Regions from separate parts of the Pan troglodytes genome. Here region 2 is linked to region 1. A link is a contact called in public Hi-C data. All regions are on one chromosome and are shown on one strand. The core of a region is the stretch at or near the end of the contact, and the rest is flanking DNA. Distances in the headings are between cores, read along the strand shown.

Region 1 (3,497 bases), core at 654-3,153:
CATCAAGCTTTGCCTAGCACCGCTAAGAAAAAAATTCATACCCCAAACACCCTTCCCACCCCAAAATACCTTTCATTCCACACTTACGTAGCACACAGGCACACACACACACCATGCCAGGGTAGGAGAGCCGCAGAAAGCGGAGCCATAACGCGAGCTTGTCTCAGATAATAGCCTTTCTTCCGACCCCACCCCCAACACGAGAGAAAGAGGGAACCTCTGAAAAGAAAGGAGGGAGGGGAAGAAAGAGAAATCGAGAACGCCTGAATTTCCAGGCATCAACTTTTCATGAAATGCACAACCAGGATAGGAAATACCTCCCTGCTGAGTAATGCTTCTTGGGTTGTAAATTCACCTCTCGAAAGGGGAGCCAGACCTGAGTGCGCACCCCGCCAGATGGCAAACCACTCCTACCTGCTCCATCCAGCCTGCCTGTCACGCCGCGCCCGCGACAAGCGTCCCACCCCCCTTTTTGGCAGAGCAACATACCAATAAGAGCCGAGCGTGGCTGGTCGAGAGAGGACTAGGCAGTGATTTAGCAGGATTGTTTCAAAAGGGGGGAGTGGGAGACACGGAAGAGAGAGTGAAGGTAAAAACAAAGCCCTTTCCAGTGAAACCGACCGCCCGGGAGGCGTGGCTTATTCATTCGCTTTATTAATAAAAGAGATCAATTAAGCTTTCCTCTCCCCACCCACCCCGGAGGTGCCGGGCTTTGAATCCTCGGGAGGAAAAAATGGCAGGGCTGCAAGCTTCCTCCCCAAGTTTCCAGGAGCACCTGCCACCAGCCTTGAACACCTCCCCCACCGAGGCTCCGAAATCCACAATCCTGGCCGTAGACTTTGCAAAACGAGGGGAGGGACACACGCAGCGTGTCCCCCATTCCCGCCGGGATAAGCACGCACAGGCTTCTGAGCGCCTGCTGATCCACACAATCATGAGAGAGAAAGTTCCAGGGGGAAACGATCCGGCTTCTCCGCAGTCCCGGGTCTCCAGCCGCGCGACCCAGACGTGACATGCATCATGGACTCCCGGGCTGCAGGGGCGAGAGGCGGAAAGTTGCCCAACAGCCCCGGGAGACGCTGCTTGGAGAGGAAGAGGCAAGAGAGGCACGCATGCCCCCTCCCTCTCCTCCCAAAAGCGAGGAGCTGCGGAGTGAACCCCCAGCTCCAAGGGCGTCGCGCCGCTTTATTTACAAACAATGAGCTCGGCTTGCGGAGGGTGGAGGGTGCGGAAGGACCCAAGCTCCCCTGGATCCCGCTCCGGGGCGCTCCCGCTTTGGGGCTCCCCTGCAGACGCTGGGCACGAGCACCCCGGGGACGGCCCCTTTCCCCTCCCCCTGCCGGCGCGGGATAGGAACTCCCCGGGGAGTCCCGAGCAGGAAGGGGGTGCCACTCACCTCGTCTTCGGAAAGTCCATAGACCGGCTCCCCGAGCCCGGTCGCCATGGAGCCGGCGCCCCGCGCGGGGTCTGAGGCGCTCCCAGCGGCTGTGCTGCGGCGCGGACGGCCGGTTCTCCCCTCTGCCTCCAGGTCCCCCCGGTCCCGCACCCTACCCTGCGCACGCCCTGCCGGGTAAGCGGCCGGGCGCCGGCAGGTGAGGGTGCCCGAGAGCGCGCCCCGGACGCTGCCGGCACCGCTTCCTCCCGGAAGGCTGCGGGACCAGCGGGCGGGCGGCTCCCGAGAGCGCGCCGAGCACCGGGCGGCAGCCCCGGCGCCTCTCCCTGCGCGCGGCGGCGGCGCAGACCCGGCCGGGCTTTCCCTCCCCGCGACCCGCGCCTCCCTCCCGCCCCGCCGCTCTCCGCCCCTCTCCGAGCCTCCTCTGCGCTCCCGGGGACCCGGCTCGCCCGCCTCCTCGCTAGCTCCGTCCGGGCCCCCGCTCTCTCCGCCCCCTCCTCCGCCTCCTCCCACCGGCGCCGCGAGGGTACCCTCCCCGTTCGCCGGGGCGGGCGCACGCGCCCCCCAAGCCAATCACAGGCCGGGCTGGGGAGCGGGCCGCAGGCTGCGGGGGTGGCGGAGTTCAGCCCCACGCCCACCCCGGCCCGGGGCCTCCAGCGCGGCGCGGCGCGGCGGGGGTCACCCGGCCGCGGGGCGGATCCGCAGGGGCGTGTACTGGCGCGCTTGGCCGGCGCCGCCGACCCTCCCTCCTCTCCCGGGTTCCCTCCGCTTTAGGGAGGGGGCGGGCTGGACGTTTGGGGGCGATAGAGGATTTTGCGAACAATAACAAAAACGCCCTGAGCGTTTCTTCCTCCCGGTGGTCTTTTTACCGAGAGCTCTGAGCTCGCTGTTAACTGTGAAAAGGGGAAAAGATGGATGTTTCTAGACCCCTTTAAATTCTTTGCGGCCCCGACGAGCAGGACTTGTCTACATTGTCAGCTCCCGGGAGCGAGCCGCCCGGCCCGGCTGCCAGCCGAGGAGAGGCTGCCCCAGTGTGGCCGCAAGTCGCCATTGCCTGTGTCAATCTTGCAGGGAACAAAACCAACATAGCGCCCGCCCCGGTTACACACCCACCCACGCGAAAACAGACAGCATGGTTCTTCGAATAAAAAGCAGTTCATTTGTGAGCCGCAACGTGAAATATCAAACTCAAGCTTAAGGTTATCCTTTGCATATGCAAATGATCGAGACGTCTTATTAGCCACCGTAGCTAATAAGACCCACCTCCCAGCTACTGTTTCTCTAGCAAGCAGTTCATTTAATCCTTCCGATTTATAGGACTGCAAGAGAATACTTTAAATAAGTGAAAGAAATTCGTCAGTCGACTTTTTCGGAAGCCTTTCCTTAAATTTAGATGTTAAGTGCAGTTGGGAGTTCAAAAAGAAAACAGACGCAGAACATTCCATTTGCCTTTGAAAAGGAAACGTCAAAGTGCCTACTTGGGTATTACCAGGATGCATTTAGGATTTTCGTTCAAGGAAGTTAAGAGAGAACTCGCGTGACCCGAAAGAATCATATTCCTCGTTGCCAGCTACATAACTATCTGCTGTTCGTCCTGTTAGTTCGTTTTCATGCTACCTTAAGCTCTCCTTTGCCTCCCTGCAGCATGAGTGGCTTAAAACCTGTGCCGTAGAATGGGTTTCCTTTGACGACTTAGCCCCATGGAGTCAACATCCTACTCAGAAGCCTTCTCTAGAAGTCTTGAGCCATCAAGTCCACAGTACTTACAGGCCACAAAACCCCCGATGAGAACTATTTATGGAGGACTATTTAAAAGTCAGATTTCTGTCCATTCTTTCAATACTGAGGTTTTTCAACCCTTTCAAACCTCGAGTCTTTAGGCCGGGCACGGTGGCTCAAACCTGTAATCCCAGCACTTTGGGAGGCTGAGGCGGGCGGATCATAAGATCGGGAGTTCAAGACCAGCCTGGCCAATATGGTGAAACTCCATCTCTACTAAAAATACAAAAATTACCCAGGCGTGGTGGCGGGCGCCTGTAATCCCAGCTACTCGGGGAGGCTGAGGCATGAGAATCCCTTGAACCTGGGAGGCGGAGGTTGCAGT
Region 2 (3,497 bases), core at 446-2,945, 74 kb before region 1:
GGGTCCAGCAGGGGCTGCAAACTCTCAGTCGTCCAGCCCCAGCTGGCTGAATCCACTTGTTATAAAGCTACACCGCTTAGCTTGGTGACATTCACCAGCAATTTCTGCGGCTAGGAACAGAGAGAACACACCAGGGCCATCCGGGACAGCAGGTCAGTGGATCGGGGTAAAGGTGTGTAGTGTGACTACAAAGACACTGTGGCAGCTGCTGATGAAGGAGTCCAGGCTGATAAGCGATTCCAGAACACAAATGCCATAAAGAGAGACTCCAGGGAGGCCCAGAAACCAGGCTGGGGGCAGAAAAGGACCTCAGAATAGCCTGGGTACCTTTTTCAACACAAATGTATACAGGTGCCCACACCTCCCCCACCTCCCCCATTGCTCTGGCCCTTAGGAAAGTGAGCAGGCAACTGGACTTTGGCAAAGCCCTCCCAGGCTTCCACTCCCCATGCCCCATGAGAATGACTGGAACAGAAGGGAAAGATAGGGACAAAGGGAAGGTGGGGCATGAGGGGTAAGGTTGGAGAGGGCAGACTGCAGAGCCTGAGAGCTTAGAGGTGAAGTGTTTTCAATGAAGACTGGCTTGGATTAAAGAGAAGGAAACATTATTGGATTTACTTCGCTGACAAAAGATGAGGACAGTGTATTAGCAAGCACAGCCACAGGGCTATCAAGAGCCTTTGGGATGACCCCGGGGCCTGGGTAAGAACAAAATCCAAGACCCAGAAAGGTAGTAGCAGGTGGTGTGAGCTGAGGTTAGGACCTTCAAGAGAAACCCAGTTCAGCTTGGGGGGCTGAAGAGGATCTGGAATCAGCGCCCACCCAGGGAACAAGAAATGTCAGCACTGAGTGTGATGTCAGCTCCCCTACCCCCAGGACACAGGGGCCTTCACAGGAGAGTGGGAGAAAGTGTGTCCTTCCTCAGCTGGGAGATGAAGAAATCAGATGGGCTTCTCTTCGCTCTAGTGATTTGGTAAGTATTTCAGGACATCTTCAAAGATTCAGTGCAAAAGATTTGGCAACACCACCCCCACCACCCCGCCACACACACACAGACACATACATACACACAAACAACAACAAAACAAAAAAGAAGAAAAGGGAGGATGAACAAGAGGAGGAATACAGGTTCCTAGAGTGGCGAGCACTGAAAAGCAGCAGCGCAGTTCTTTAAGATTTTTATTTTAATAAATAGGATTTTGTAAACAAATTGTTTTAACACACTCATTGATGAAGCAGAGCTTCTAGTTATATCCATAAAAGAGATGAGAAAATAGGAAAAGCCACAAGTCTGCTTCACCAATTTCAGTTTCCATTTTTATCTACTCAAAAATGTTCAGACCACAAATTCTGCATCCACAGCCTCACGTCACAGGCATCATAAGCACCTGACAAGTGCTTACTGCGCAAGCAGCGCCTTACCAGAATCCGGCAGGATATGTAAGAGCATGTGCATCTTGATAACCATGTGTTCACAAAGAGATCTGTGTGTTCACTGACACAGCAGATGTGAATTCTGAGTCATACACAGGTTAAGGTTCACTCTAACAACTTGGCAATGCCAGCCGAACTTCTGAGGCTATTGCATGAAGGAAAAGGGAAGGGAGCTAGTTAAGTCATCTTGAGGGGACAAAGAAATGTGGAGTGGTGCAGTCTCCAGTGTCAAGTCCATTCTTTCTGCTGGGCTGTCATTCACACTAAGCATACTGGAGCAGCTGTTCTAAAAAATGAAAGCAATGCCTGAATAAAGCAGAGCCAGCCACTATCCAGAGGTTAGGAGAGGGGAAGCTTCTCCTGGCAGCACTGACAAGGAAGACAGGAAACATTCTATACACTCCATGTCATGGAGTATATAGGTGTGTGGTGTGACTACAAAGACACTGTGGCAGCTGCTGATGAAGGAGTCCAGGCTGATAAGCGATTCCAGAACACAAGTGCCAGAAAGAGAGACTCCAGAGAGGCCCAGAAACCAGGCTGGGGGCAGGAAAGGACTTCAGAATAGCCTGGGTACATTTTTCAACACAAATGTATACAGGTGCCCACACCTCCCCCTATTGCTCTGGCCCTGTCAGGGTAACCGTGAGCCACGTTTGCTACATTTCGAACAATCCCAGGGAAACTGGTTCAAAGACAACTGTGAAGCGATGAGTATGGTTTTCATACATACAGACCTCTGGTCTCATTAGCTTATAATTTTACCTTTTCCACTATAATGCAGTTCCCCAATAAAGAATAAAAAATGGCTGACTGCTTCCCATTTATTCCCGTAAATAAAGATTAACACACAGAAGCAATGTGGCTGACATCCAAACTCAAAAGTGTACACAAATCAAATTCGAATATGATAAAAAGTAAATTGATTGTGTATTATCTCGAACATAAATTATTCTGGATGGTAATGAGGATGAACTGTTTTTCCTGCTCCAAGGCAACTGGGCCTGGAGGTATTCTACTTCTTCAATAATATATGTGCTGATTTACATTAGTGTCTGGAACCATGACCTTAAATGAATCTGTAAAAAACAAAGCACTTGAGCAAAGAGGCGGTTCTGCAAATGCTCCAGAAGAGGAAAATCTGTCTGAAAATTTTTAGTTCATTCCTCAACTGTTTACTAAGCACTTGCTTTCTCCCAGGTATGTTAAGAGCTGCTGCTTTCTTACTCCTGAAATTCCCTTCTAGATGGAAGAAGCTCTGTCCAGCATATTCCTCCTGCCTCTCCCACCCTCACACACTCCAACCAGGGTAAGAAAGAAGGGCCAGTGTTGGCAGGAGTTTGGGTAAAGAACTGGCTGTGCCAAGCCAAGCCCCCGCTCCTTGCTGTATTGTATCCTTCACAAGGAGATCAGTCCAAAGGATGGACCATCAGTGTGAAGAGCAGCTCAAGCCCATGCTGGCACTCACCGGGGTGGGCATGGGGGATAAGTCTGCCTAATTCCATGTTCTGTGTTAGGAAGCCCACTGGCCTGGACATAGAAGCCACATTCCTCTATGTTAAGCCTTTGCCCTAACAAAGATGATGCTCTGGTCTCCCTCTGCAAATGCTTTTGTTATTTCTCTGGTGAACTGTACTTACTGGACCCCCTTGAGTCCCTTGAGCCTAGAACTGTGCTACTATTGTATAGGGCAGTACAGTTTACAACCCATGAGCTGGCCCCAAATTTAGGCTGCATTAGACGCACCTGAAGGGGTTATTTTAAATTGCAAATTCCTAAGACCCAGGCCATAAATTCTGATGCAGCAGATCTGCAGAGGGCTGACATCTGCACCTGGAAGAACCGCAGCTAAACCAAAACCACATTATGAGAAGGCATGGAAAAAAATTCATGGATCTCTATACCTCTGAGCTTTAAAACAAAAACACAGTATTTTAATAAGTCTGATTTTCCACTTCCATAAAATTAAATGATTTTATGGTTGATTTGGTGACTCACAGAAAATGCTTACAGGGCCAGAAGACTGGAAGTAAGAAACGCAATTCTGAGCGTGCTGTCTGGAA

Evidence for each region. Hi-C and Micro-C count contacts between places; a contact is called where the count stands out from the background.
Region 2: a Hi-C map of stem cell-derived neural progenitor cells shows a contact between it and region 1, with 5 times the contacts expected there. The contact joins the enhancer-like site here to the promoter of NEDD4L in region 1. A contact is called at or near these places in 5 of 7 Hi-C or Micro-C datasets (blood, induced pluripotent stem cells, a lymphoblastoid cell line and 1 more), 1 of 1 datasets of contacts at active chromatin or transcription factors (stem cell-derived excitatory neurons) and 1 of 1 other capture datasets (stem cell-derived neural stem cells).

What each region holds. Positions count from the first base shown.
Region 1 is chr17:68,102,189-68,105,685 of NHGRI_mPanTro3-v2.0_pri, reverse strand. It overlaps NEDD4L (NEDD4 like E3 ubiquitin protein ligase), which reads right to left and starts at 1,903. Exons shown (of 31, transcript XM_001140979.7): 1 at 1,397-1,903. The coding sequence starts at 1,444.
Region 2 is chr17:68,175,614-68,179,110 of NHGRI_mPanTro3-v2.0_pri, reverse strand. The region is part of intron 1 of NEDD4L (NEDD4 like E3 ubiquitin protein ligase); the gene reads right to left. Among named protein-coding and RNA genes, the nearest start is that of NEDD4L, 74 kb to the right of the region's middle. Within about 2 kb of position 1,695, at least 6 of the 24 cell types and tissues checked have an H3K27ac peak or open chromatin away from gene starts, as enhancers often do. A contact at or near this core is called in stem cell-derived neural progenitor cells and stem cell-derived neural stem cells, where this site is marked.